Linked DNA regions of Mus musculus: regions 2, 3 and 4 are each linked to region 1. Evidence: chromatin contacts called from public Micro-C, promoter capture Hi-C and targeted proximity ligation data. All regions are on one chromosome and are shown on one strand. The core of a region is the stretch at or near the end of the contact, and the rest is flanking DNA. Distances in the headings are between cores, read along the strand shown.

Region 1 (3,009 bases), core at 346-2,845:
CAAGGTTCTTGACCAGGTCCCCAGCTTTCCCGAAGGACAATGGGAATTTCAGGACTCCTCACTTTCATCACTGGAGAAAACGAAGGTTAGAAAACACGTTTCTACTGTAGTCAAGAACTTAAACGCACCCACCCAGGTTAGAAAAAAAATTAGGCGAGTTAAGTTAGATAAGGAAGACCACAAATGAGGAAACTAGGGGGTGCTGAGGAACCGGTACCAAGGATTAGTTCCCCCGCTGCCTCAGTGGGGAGCCTTGAAGCTAACAAGTCGCCCCTCAAGGCCCCCAGAGACACTGAAAGAAAAAAATCTACAGGAACATATAGAAAGTCATCTTTATACATTAACTGGATATTAGGAAGCGTTCAACCTCACAAGGGCCTGAGAATACCTGCGCTTCCGGCAGGGAGGCAGGCAGGCAGGCAGCTGGTCTTTGTTCTCACTTAGGCGAGCTTGGTTGACTTGGAATTTTCTGACAGGTTCGGATTAGAGGAAAAGAATCAGCTCCGAAATTTTCTCCCATCAACAGATATCCATCGCCACTGTAGCGCGTGCCCAGGAAATCGACAACCTGTTTTCTGATGTGTTTTCTAACCCGCTCTTCCTGCGGAGGGCTGGATCTTAAGGAGAACCCTTTAAAGAAGCATCGATGGGATTTTTAAATTTAGCTTAAGGTAATAGACTGTCGCGTTGCTTAAAGGACTTCTCTATTATTCGTGGGAAATTTGACTTTGTTTCAAACATTTTTGTGAAGGGTATTTTGAGAGAGAGAGAAAGAGAGAGAGAGAGAGAGAAGAAAGTTAGTTTTCTTGATAATCACTCATTCACACATGCTAAAAGGCTGCTACGTTTTAAAAGTTTTTGTATAAATGCTTGCTTAGATTGAATATTTTTTTGTATCTAAAATTGCTAATGGCGTGGTTTATTTCTATTTGCTCCCAGAATGGACTGTGCTATCCACTGATAACAGGAAACCGTAGATGGGCTGTAGTCGTTGCTGCCACCTGCCTCGCAAGCTCTATGGAAGTAAGGAACTGCTTTGCACCTCGGAGTTATCCACAAACTACAGATATTTGTAAGACATCTGGGCGCTGACCAGCAAGATAAACATGGACTTGTTCGTGCGGAGAGAAGGATGCCAGAGTGCCCACTTTAGAGTGGCCTCTTCTCTCGGCCCAACTGCCGGTCGATGGTTAAACACCGGAGATTATGATATCATCGATAGAAATCAACGCTAACCTTTCTGATCTCTACCCCTTAGTTACCTTCTCGAGAACAACGCGATGTATAAGAGTACGAGAATCAGCTTGTTCTCTAGTCGGCGAGATAAAAGGCGACTGCTCCGCCGCAACCACTGCCCACATTTTTAGGTTTAGCTTCTGGATCAGGGACCCGGCTGCAGCGAAGGCTGGCGGGTGGACTCCGGCGGCGCAGTAGCGCTAAAGGGAAGCTTCCACTGGGCTGAGGAGGAGGGCGCTCAGCCCTAGTGCTCCGGCCAATCGGCGTGCACACCGCCTGAAAACCAACCAATCAGAGGACGCAGAGCTCGGGGTGGGGGTGGGTGGTGGATAATACTAGGAAGGGGAGCTCAGGTCCCCGACTGCAGTGAGTGTCTCTGCGCCGAAAGCAAGCAGGGTGCGCCTGAGGCGGAGTCCTGGGTCCGGGCCGGACCTTTTCCGTCCTCTTTGGACCAGAAGTGGGAAGTGAAGTGAGGCGATCCAGGGTGCAGAGGACCGAACAGAACTTTGCAGAATTTGGAATGTACGGGGTGAGGTTGCTGAGGCCTTGACTCGCCTCCGGCCTCTGTCCCCCGGTCGCCATCCAGTGGGCTCCCGCCTCCTGCTCTCAGACCCAATTCTGTTTGCTCCCACTGCCTGCAGCTCCGGGGGACAGATCCTGAAGCTGGCTCTCTTTTAACTGGGTTGCTAGCCTGAGCCTGGTTCTTGGTGAGTGCTGTGTTGTCGCCGCTGCTCGGGAGCCAGGGAGGGCACGGGGCGTGACTCTTCACTACGGCTTCTTTCTGTTTCTGGTTGTCTTGCCTTAAAGATGAAAATCAAGTTCCCTCAACCTTGTGCGGCTCAAGCACTACTGATACCAGACCAGCTTCTTCAGCTTCATGGCTGTGTCCCCCACTCCCTGTGTGTGTCCTATATAGAGCATCGGTTTAGGGGAACCGGAGGGACGAGAAGACCTCTCTAGAGTCTTTGTGGTGGTGTAGGTCAATGAGAGACATTTGGAAAACGAGGTTTCAAGGTCCCTTGTAATAAAAGGAAAGATAGTTGTACCTTCGACATTTTTATATTTATCATGGCCATGTTAACTGGCTGTGGAAAAGCCTGACAAGTGGCTTAAACTGGCCAGTTAGTAAGGTCAGTGGGTGACTTGTCTGGAAAGGCAGACAGGACTCAGGTTAAAGGTCAGGTGCACAGACCACTTAGAATTAGTAAAATACAAGCTTCGTTGAACTGTGGATCTCGGGTGTGGCCTGTAGAAGAAAACTGAGTAATTCAAGGGGGAAAGCTGGCCTTGCAGAAATTCTGGGCCGAGTCTCAGAGAGGGTCCCTAATTGCGACGGGTCTTTAGGCCTTTTTCTGTCTCCCTAGCGCGCGGGCAACCGAGCCGAACGACAGTCTAGTGTCATGACGGAAGGGCAGGCAGTCCCGGGAGTCGGGGACTGGGAGATCGACGTGGAAAGCCTAGACCTGGAGGAAGATAGCTGTGGGACTCCACTGCGGGCCACGCCGCCGCAGGAACCCAGTCCGGCGGCGGCCGATGGGGAGGAGGACGAGGACGAAGAAGAGGAGGATGAAGATGTGGAGGACGAGGGTGACGGCGAGGAGCCCGGCGTGTCCTCGGAGGTGCCAGGCCGGCCAGAGCAGCCCGGGGGACTGGCACCCAGGCCACCGCCTGCTGCTCAGGCGCTGCCAGCCGCCGCCGCCGCCCCTGAGCGCGGTGCCACCGCCGGTGGCGGCGCAGAGCCGCGCAAACTGAGCCGCACACCCAAGTGCGCAC
Region 2 (3,009 bases), core at 221-2,720, 1.5 Mb after region 1:
CATTGAAAACAAGCTTGTGACGTCTCAGTTAACTATGGAGCCTGTTCATATTGACTATTTATTGACTTCACCTATGTCCCCCACCCATTTCATCAGGTGTAAAGTGACTATGAGCTTTTCAAGCCCCAGGGATACGAAAGTTAGACCATCCCCCTCAAACTTGGTCTGTGGACTGGTACTGGCTGTGATCACGTGTTCACCATGCAGTTTCCGCCCATCTCCTACCCTCTGATTATACACAACAGCATCCACAGTGAGCAGCTTTGAAAGACCCCATCTGCATGTGAGATTATCCATCACAATGAGGCTAAATTACACCGATCAAAATGTACCCTGGCTGAGAATTACCCCCAGGGTCTCCTGGGTACATGAGAACATCTCTCCTAGTAGACTGTCCCCAGAGAACTGCTCAAGAGAACCAAGGTGACATTACAATGCCAGAAGGAAGCTAGGACATGGAATCTGAAATCTGTCAACTTTGATTCATTCGAGGTACAGCAACTTATAAAACAGAAGCACATACACACATATTAACAGGTGAAATAATTTGGAAAAATCTGTGGTATACCACAGAAAGCATCTCAACCAAGGCGATGTGTTCAAGAAAACTGAAGTACACTAAGAACAAACCATAAACTTAGGTCCTGTCTGGCACCCACCTCCCTCCAATCTATCCTCTCTGGGAGGGTTGACTTCTTTCCCTCCACAATGCTTATAATTGAACGTTACAAACTATACCAAGAATAAATCTACCGGGGTCCCCTTCCTCCAACCAGAAAAAGGTTAAGCTTTTAATTACAGGCCCTCAAACTATCATTTTGTGCAATTAGCAATTAACTCTAATCGTTGATGAGAGAATGCAGAGCTGCGCTGGCAATTTCCCTCCTCCCCATCCCAGACTCGGTTATTTTAGTCTTGTTCTATTACAGAGGACAAGCCACAACCGCGGGAGCGCTCTTGTTCTTTCTCTCTTTCTCTTTCACACACTCTTACTTAAAGCCACATTTAATTTTTAACAAAATGGCATCTCAGCTTGCCATTGAGATGGGACTCCGAACCCCACAGCAGAACAGCGGAGCTTTCGCACCCCTCCTCTTCATCACTTTCAGGTTGGAAAGAAGAGTCCCCCGGAAGATGCTACCTACCGACCTCACTACATCAGCCCTTCCTAGGGGCTCAGGAGAGGGAGGAAAAGGGTTCCTTGCTGCCCCCCAGACCCCTCAACTGCCAGCCCCATCAAGCCTGGAGGCGGTGGCAAGAGCAGCAATAGTTGCATCAGCGCTCCTAGCCAAGGCGCCAGGAGGGTACAGTAGCAACTGTAGGGAGCTAGGGAGCGCACAGCTGCTGCGGCCGCAGGTTCCCTGGATCAGGAAATTAGGACAGGCACCCGGGATTGGAGGTGAGGACGGTGCGCGAGCCAACCAGCGGCCGCCCCGGGTCCCCCGTGAGCCCCGGGCCAACGCGCGGAGCAGTCGAGCCCCTGGAGCCATCCGGATGGCGGCGGCGACAGCCCCAGCCCCAGCCACTCACGCACGCACGCTGCCACTTGCCCCCGCACCCTCCTCACTGCGCGCGGGAGAGCGGTGCGTGCCTGAGCTGCTGGGCTGAGCTCCCCCGCTGGGGTCCCCGCGCCGCTCGGCCGCGCTCCTGCGGCCGCCCGGGTGGTTGCCCCCAAACCGCTCACTTGAGCTGTCCTCGGTGGCGAACGGGCTCCCCGCCCCCTCCTCCCGCGCCGTTCCCTCCCCTCTCCCTCCCCTTCTCTGCAACGCCTGCATTATTTTCCGCCCGCAGGGTCCGCGCGCACACCGCGGCCGCGGCGGGGGAGGTGACCGGGTGGGTGGTTGGGTGGGTGGCTGGCGGGGAGTAGAGTGTGCAAGTTGCAGGGAAAGGGTGCCCGCTCCTTGCGTGCTCTCCGTGCTCCCGGCTCTTCACTCCTTCCCCCTCCTCCTCGTCTCCTCCCTCCCCGCCCCCACCTCCTTCTTCCTCTCCGAAGGGCTGGTAACTTGTTGTGCGGAGCGAACGGCGACAACGACGGCGCGACGGAGGCACCATCCGGGCGGGCAGCATGGGCACGTCCGCGCGCTGGGCGCTGTGGCTGCTGCTCGCGCTGTGCTGGGCGCCCCGGGACAGCGGCGCCACTGCAAGCGGTGAGTGGGGACGCGCCCCTCCGCACTCGGCCCGAAACAAGCCGAGGCGTCCGCGATCGCCGCGTTCTGGGGGACCCCGGGGCTCCTCTTGCCCATCCCCTCCTAGCAGGCGCCTCTCCACGCTCCTCTCCTGCCTCCCCTCCCCACCCGGGTGGCGCCTCTGAGCTGTCAGAGCCGAGGTTACTGGGAGCCAGGCCCGGGGGACGGTGGGGTTTAGGGTGTCCTAAAGCGTCCCTTGAACTTGTTGTCATTCTTCTGTGTCCCCCTTCTTCCCAGAACCTCTGTTTTACATGGTTTTCACCCCCCATTGACAAGGGCTAGGGGATGTGGGCTTTGGAGCCACTGAACAATGGTTCTGCCTCCTCTGCCAGGCGGGCTGTTAGGACCGTGGCAGAGCACGGGGCCTGGAAGCCCGAGTGCGCCCCTCAGACTTAAGCAGGGTTGAGAGCGCACAGTGGGTGAAGGTGGGCGTCTCCGAGGACACCGGGCGCCAGGTGCCGGCCGAGCCGGGAGTCCTCGCGCTGCCGTGAGCAAGCGCACGTTCGGTGGGCGGCAGCCTGGAGGCCGAGCCATGACAAGTACGCAGCCTGCGCCCGGGACTGAGACTCCCCAGGCGCCGGGCCGTCTCTCGGGCTCCAAGAGTGGCTTTCAACTGGACTGTCCTCCGAGTGCTTTTCTTTCTCCCATCCCCGGGGATTCCGCAGCTACTGCGGCTTTTAAAAACCTCTGGGGTCTCTGAGATAACTGAACGGGGGAGGGGAGTGGGATCAAGACTTAATCAGGTTACTTTGCCGAGCCTCATTCTGGGCAACACTTTCCCCCAGAGAAACTGAGTCCCAGTGTAGTGACTGTAATTAGCCTT
Region 3 (3,009 bases), core at 154-2,653, 1.0 Mb after region 1:
TACATCTTGTCTGAGGACACCTATGGCCTCATTGTGTGTGTACAAGATCTTGTTAAGTCCTGAGCCCATTCTCCAGCTAATCTGCTTCCTTGTCAGGTGAAGTGCAATATTTAGACAGAGTCACTTTAATCAACATGGAGGTGAATGAAATCGGAAGGGTTTTCAGTAATAATGATTATCTTGAATCATTCTTTATTGGATTGCATGTATTTCTAAGAGTGATTAAGTCCCTTTGGTATGCAAGGTGTCTTGGGAGCTGACATCATCTATCTTAGGCTGCTGGTGTTATTATTATTTTTTTTTAAATCATGGAAACCACAGCATACTGTTTGTTCCTAAAACCTTGAGAACTATTTATTTCTGAAAATTAGCAGGTAATGTGCCTTTGTTTAATAGGATATAAAATTTAGGAACATTTTGTACCATCATCAATAATAGTGCCTGTCAAAATACATAGATCCAACTTATCTTAAAGGTTCTGTATTTAGTATCTATATATGATTTTTTTTTCTTTTGCCTCATCCTGGTGCATAGTGACAAAAACCTCACTGTTTTGGGTAAATCTTTGAAAATAAACATTCATGTTTGCAGTATCTGCAGTATCATCAATGGATTTAGTAGAATTAACATTAAGTAGTTGTGCCTGGAGCTGGCTTCCTCCCGTGAAGTAGATGTGAAGTAGATGTCACGCCTGTGTTACAGATGAGGTCATGGAGGCGGGAGACATTAAGTAGCTTGCTTTAAAAGTAACAGAAAAGATCCACACCCAGGAGAGCTCGTGTTTCTTAGAGAGCAGATTTCCCGCCCTAGACAGATTTCCTGCTGGAAAGACGGTCTGAAAAGCTCAACCTCTCAAAATACCAACGGCAGGTACTAAGCTGAGAGACCCTTCCTCCCCTTTCTGTCCTGAGAAGTAGGGCAGAACATCCCCCCACAAACTATCCAGTCTCTGTTCTTAAAGCCTCTTCTGATCATTCTGTTGCTGAATCCAGGAAGAAGATGAGGTACCAGACGACGAGACCCTGAACCAGATGATTGCTCGCCGGGAGGAAGAATTTGATCTTTTTATGGTAATGTTGCAGGAATTATGGGAAAGGACTATCTCTCCCCACCCCTCCCCACCTCCCCTTTTTGTTATCCAGACTGCCCGCCCCGCAGCCTGCATACTGGGCAGAACCTAGGCCCTGAAGTCTGTGCGTTGCTTTTGGTTCAGAGTCTGCAAACTGGCTGGCTTTAGCCGGCAGACATATTGTGTTTGGCCCACATAGCAGTTCTTGAAATTTTGCATTTGTTGCCAGCATGAAAAGAATCTCGATTTCTGGCTTCCTTTGGAAAGTGAGATGGGGCGGTGTTTGGCCCACAGCTCGGTTTGGAGGCAGTTGGCCAGAGCTGAGTCGCAGCTTCACCCTTCACACAGGGTATGCGGTCCCTAGTTCACCAGGGACCCAGTCCTCATCCCAGGCCAGAGTCACACTGGGCAGCTGTCCATTCTGCTTGCATTCAGTTTGCAGCTGTGGCTTAGCCAGCTTCTTCCTGAATAGGAGCAGGTGAACAGCAACAGCCTGTGAAGTTGTTGCAGGGAAGACACTTAAGGGAATAGAACCTTTGCCTGCGTGCATAGGAAGATACGGCCGTGATCCAAAGAGCAGAACCTGCTCTATGTTAGAGGAGCTCGGTGTTTTAGAATGTGTTGCCTGTGGCTTTAACCTTGAGGTTCCATGAAGCGTAGCATCACCTATAAGTTTCCTGAAACCTCAGTTTGACTTACATGTGAGATGCACTACATTCCACAGTGGTTGGGGAACAGGCCCAATCTGTGGGGGAGGCTGCTCAGCGGCTGCAGAATGGTGGCTACTGCCTTCTTCGGGCTTTTACACTCTCATCTTAAATGACTAGAACAGTCCCGGGCACGTAGTGCTTATGTGCAATAGATTACCGAATGAGGGTGGTGATGGTTGTGGTTTCAGGGTTTGTCCAGATGACAAGACAGATCCAGATGAATAAGGGGTAAGGCTTCCTCCAAAGCATTCAGCCATTCTGACTTTCGTGTCAGGCATTTAGCGTGACCGTGAGGGACGGGATATGTATGCACTATGGCTGGGGTGTAGTAGCACTGAAGAACCCTGATCACAGGCACCTGTTAGAAAGCCATGGGGTCCTGGAACCCCCCCACCCTTGTGTAAGCAAAGCACCTGGAAAGGAGAGGCATAGTAAAGATGTGGTTGCCGGTGCTGGGGCTGCAAGGTGGAGATGTGAGACCCTTTTAAGCAGAAATTACAACTTTTGAAGAGATGCTAGGAATCGACCCTTTTTGGCGAACTCTCAGCATTAAGGTTTGCAACTACATTCAGGACCTTTATTAATATTATTCCATAACACTGCAGGCCAAAGAGAACACAGCTAAGCCAAATATGACCCGATGGGTTTGTAATCTCTGCCTTTTAAGCTTAGGGAGGGTGAGAGAATAGAACCAAGGCTGTGTGGACGCTTATGTCATTTTCATGGGGGGAGGGGGATTATTTGCTTGTGGCCTTTGTCTAGAGAACGCAGATTATGCCCACACATAATGATTCACAATGAAAGACCATTACCTCTTTCCCAGGCAGAAAAGCAGGCAGCCATAGCAGTGGCTCCCAGCTTTAGGAAATGTATTACTTTGCTACCCAGGTGAGGCCATTTTAGGGAGACAGGGCATTAATGTGGGTTCTGCATTAATGTGGGGTTCTGCTGTTACTCCCTACAATTATAGATTAGACTTTTAAATAGGGGGGTTGGGGATACACATCAGAAAGCAACATCTATCTTTGAGGCACTTACCAAGGGGTAGGAGACTAGGGAACCCTGAGGCAGAAAGGCTTTCCTGGCCTTTCCTGGCACTCACTCAACACTACAATGGCCTCAGATACTCCCAAATTAGGTTACACTCAGAAATCGGCCTTCCCTGGCAGCGCCCTGAAATCGGGGAGAAATTTAGTGCTGCTCCATTCTTCTTTGAGGCTGAGCTTTTGT
Region 4 (3,009 bases), core at 218-2,717, 1.0 Mb after region 1:
GAAAGGTGAGGGCATTTTTAAAATTTCCTAGAAATATTTTCTTTGTATTCACACTTACACACACACACACACACACACACACACACACACACACCTCCAAAAGATTCTAGCGTTGTACATTTTCCTTATTGTATCTTTTAAAGAAGAATAGAAATCAAAACCATGGCTACAAATTCCGCAAATCCAAGTAAGCTTCGCACGTACACTTTGTGTTTCAATGGCCTGCCGCCCTGGAAGGACCAGTCTCTGCTGTGTCCAGCCCAGCCCCAGTTCCTCACCCACTGAATGGCTCCCCCTGGTCTGTAGCCAACACGCCGAGTAAAGATGAGCTATTCATATCCACCTTCCCTTAGTCCAGTGCTTCGGTGTATGTGTGTCTCGGCCTTTAGTCACTGAGACCTTGTTGTGGCTCGCAGTCCCGAGACACGTGCAGGAAGAACAAGGCTTTTTGTTTTGTTTTTCCTTCAGTTCTTTCTCTTCTGACCAAGGCTGAGTTATCTGCCTTCATATTGTTCACATGCCCTTTTGTGTTCAAACTATATTTTCAGGGCTGACTTGGATATTATGGTTTCACTTTGGAGGAATAAGAAAAAAAAAAAAGATTCGGTATTTCTTCCCTGCGTCCTTTGACAGGTCTATTTACTGTTTTCAGGTGGTTTTGTAATTTCTCTCTCCTGATTTGAGTAGCTTTCCAGAACTGTATAGATCTCAAACCCTCCAGCCGTTGTTGGGTTTCGGAACCATAGGAGGAGTCTGCTACATCGCTCACTGTCTTTATATACTTGGGAATTGTTTCTTATGAGATTTTTTTTTTTAAATGAAGTGTAAAACTGTCGTGCTTTGTGGCAGCTTATTTCTAACTTGCCTCTTACCTGCATAGCTTTAAAATAAATATGTGTCTGGGATAGTTTATATTCTCTAGCCCCTCTTAGGGCAAGGGCTAGAAATAAGTAACAGGTTTCCAGTAACTGACTTTTATATATGTGTGTGTACGTGTGTGGGTTTTTACTGTTTTTCGTTGTTGTTTCTTTTTGTAGGACTCTGTCTAACTGGACATATGAATTTGACAAATGGGCTCCTTCTGTGGTGAAAATTTCTTACAAGGTTTGGAGCATTGTGTTTCTATATAAACCTGGAAGAAAAAAAAAAAAAACACAAACCCTGAGCTATGTTTTCTCCCTTGCATGTGCACATCTGTGAACTGTATCTGGCTGTAAAGTTTTGTCATGTACATCATGTACTAAACAGTGAGAGTTAATCATCCCAAGAAGATTACTGTAATAAACCATAATTACTTTCAGATAGTGAAATGCAGAAGAAAATTGTTAATTATCATATTGCGAGGTTTCTGATGAGAGTAATACAAATGACAAATATCACACTTTTCTGTGTGCTGCTGACTGGCTTGCTGTGGGCCTCTACTGTGCCGACAGCTCCTCCTGCCTTGGCAGGCAATTACGGGGCACCGGGCTGCCTGCTGCACTCTCCCACAGAAAGAGAGCCTTTCAGCCAAGCAGCGGGTTCCCCACGACTACTGCAAGCTCACTGCAATTTCCTCCTCTCTCTCTCTCTCTCTCCCCTTCCTCAGTCGTAAGTGGGAAACCTTCCTGTAAGGACCTGGAAAGGGTCAAGATACGTGTGGTTTAGCTTCCACTTTCTTCAGAGATAATAGATCACTATATGATAATACATTTATGTGCACATCGCCTGTCCAGGCTCCATTAAGCTCTGAACAGTGAGAAATCGCACCTATGTGCTTCCAGTGGGTAATCGATGTATTTTTCTTCCCATTCAGGGTACCCCTGCCATGCGACGCTCCCTCGTTCCCCAGCTACGGAGTGGCAAATTCAATGTCCTCCTGACTACTTACGAGTACATTATAAAAGACAAGCACATTCTTGCAAAGGTATGGTTTTTTTTTCTTTAATTTTTTTTTTTTTATCTCTAATTGTGGATCATCTCACTGGAGTATAAAGTATCCTGCAAATTATACTCAACAGTATCATTTGGTCATTGGATGGCTGGATTTTTTTTTTTTCCCTCTTCAGGTTTTTTTTTTTTCCTCCTGAAATCTTGGTCACAGGATTTAATATTTTTGTATGGTATTTTGTGTGTGTTTGTGTGTGAGAGAGAGGGAGACTGGGGCGGGGGGTGGGGGGACTGAGAGAAGAAGAGGAGGGGAAGAAAGAAATGCCTTCGGTTGATGTACCCTGGGCCCTTTCCTGGTCATTTGTAGTGAGTTCCCATCTTTTTGGGTTGTTTAGGGGTTTTTTTTTGTTTGTTTGTTTCTTTGTTTTATGAGTATGAGTGTTTTGCCTGCAGACATACAAGTGTGCAGGGCCTGTGGAGGCCAAGGGGGGCATCAGACCCCCTGGGACTGGAGTTAGAGAGGGTTATGAGCTTCTATATGAGCACTTGGAATAGAACCCCGATTCCCCTGCAAAAGTAGCCATCTCTCCAGCCCCACTTACACATCTGTTAAGAAAATTCACCTGGGTTCCACTTCTCTCCAGCAGCTCTGAATGTGCTTGGAAAGAAATAATTGTTTTTGTTGCCCTGGGTTACTGTCAGCAGGGCTTCGTTCCTCTTGTGCCTCTCTCTCTCTCTCTCTCTCTCTCTCTCTCTCATAGGCACCTCTCCAGATGGTGCCCCCCACCAGAGCTTGTCTCCAAGCTGAAGCTTGTGTGCTTTATCTGTTTTCAGGTTTTCCTGGTAAAAAATAATGGGCCATTACTGTTTAAATTACTCAGGGCTGCTCGTGTGGCTATTTCTTTGGCACAGAGAAAGAGTTGTGTCTGTGACCCTCCCTGGCTCCTCATTTGAATGTCCAAAGTTGTCCTTTAGCCACAAATGAGAAGGTTCTCTTCCCATTTATATCATGTTGTCTCCTAATGTATTCACACAGGAAGATGGAAGTACCGTCTTTCTTGGAACAAATCATGAAAACTTAATTTCCCCACCCTCCTCCCCCCCTCTCCCCGTGGTAATTTCTTTTACCCCATGGTGTTT

What was found. Promoter capture Hi-C pulls out the DNA fragments that hold promoters and counts their contacts. Hi-C and Micro-C count contacts between places; a contact is called where the count stands out from the background.
Region 2: a contact with region 1 is called in a Micro-C map of embryonic stem cells, with 10 times the contacts expected there. A contact is called at or near these places in 6 of 39 promoter capture datasets (the C10 cell line, cranial neural crest, embryonic stem cells and 1 more), 10 of 484 Hi-C or Micro-C datasets (all in embryonic stem cells) and 5 of 130 datasets of targeted methods (astrocytes and embryonic stem cells).
Region 3: a contact with region 1 is called in a promoter capture Hi-C map of hippocampal neurons, with 2.8 times the contacts expected there. A contact is called at or near these places in 2 of 39 promoter capture datasets (hippocampal neurons and stem cell-derived epiblast-like cells), 3 of 130 datasets of targeted methods (astrocytes, embryonic forebrain and embryonic stem cells) and 1 of 9 other capture datasets (embryonic stem cells).
Region 4: a contact with region 1 is called in a targeted proximity ligation map of forebrain, with 5 times the contacts expected there. A contact is called at or near these places in 2 of 39 promoter capture datasets (cranial neural crest and hippocampal neurons), 3 of 130 datasets of targeted methods (embryonic forebrain, embryonic limb bud and forebrain) and 1 of 9 other capture datasets (embryonic stem cells).

The regions. Positions count from the first base shown.
Region 1 is chr19:25,670,816-25,673,824 of GRCm38.p6, forward strand. It overlaps Dmrt2 (doublesex and mab-3 related transcription factor 2), which reads left to right and starts at 1,596. Exons shown (of 4, transcript NM_145831.3): 1 at 1,596-1,943; 2 at 2,601-3,009. The coding sequence starts at 2,637. 2610016A17Rik (RIKEN cDNA 2610016A17 gene) reads right to left here and starts at 1,424. Exons shown (of 2, transcript NR_045347.1): 1 at 1,263-1,424; 2 at 319-630.
Region 2 is chr19:27,215,550-27,218,558 of GRCm38.p6, forward strand. It overlaps Vldlr (very low density lipoprotein receptor), which reads left to right and starts at 1,471. Exons shown (of 18, transcript NM_001161420.1): 1 at 1,471-2,147. The coding sequence starts at 2,066. The region is part of intron 3 of Gm35438 (a long non-coding RNA gene); the gene reads right to left.
Region 3 is chr19:26,715,123-26,718,131 of GRCm38.p6, forward strand. Smarca2 (SWI/SNF related, matrix associated, actin dependent regulator of chromatin, subfamily a, member 2) reads left to right here. Exons shown (of 33, transcript NM_011416.2): 26 at 993-1,070. Among named protein-coding and RNA genes, the nearest start is that of Gm20616, 93 kb to the left of the region's middle.
Region 4 is chr19:26,677,279-26,680,287 of GRCm38.p6, forward strand. Smarca2 (SWI/SNF related, matrix associated, actin dependent regulator of chromatin, subfamily a, member 2) reads left to right here. Exons shown (of 33, transcript NM_011416.2): 16 at 1,038-1,104; 17 at 1,796-1,906. Among named protein-coding and RNA genes, the nearest start is that of Gm20616, 55 kb to the left of the region's middle.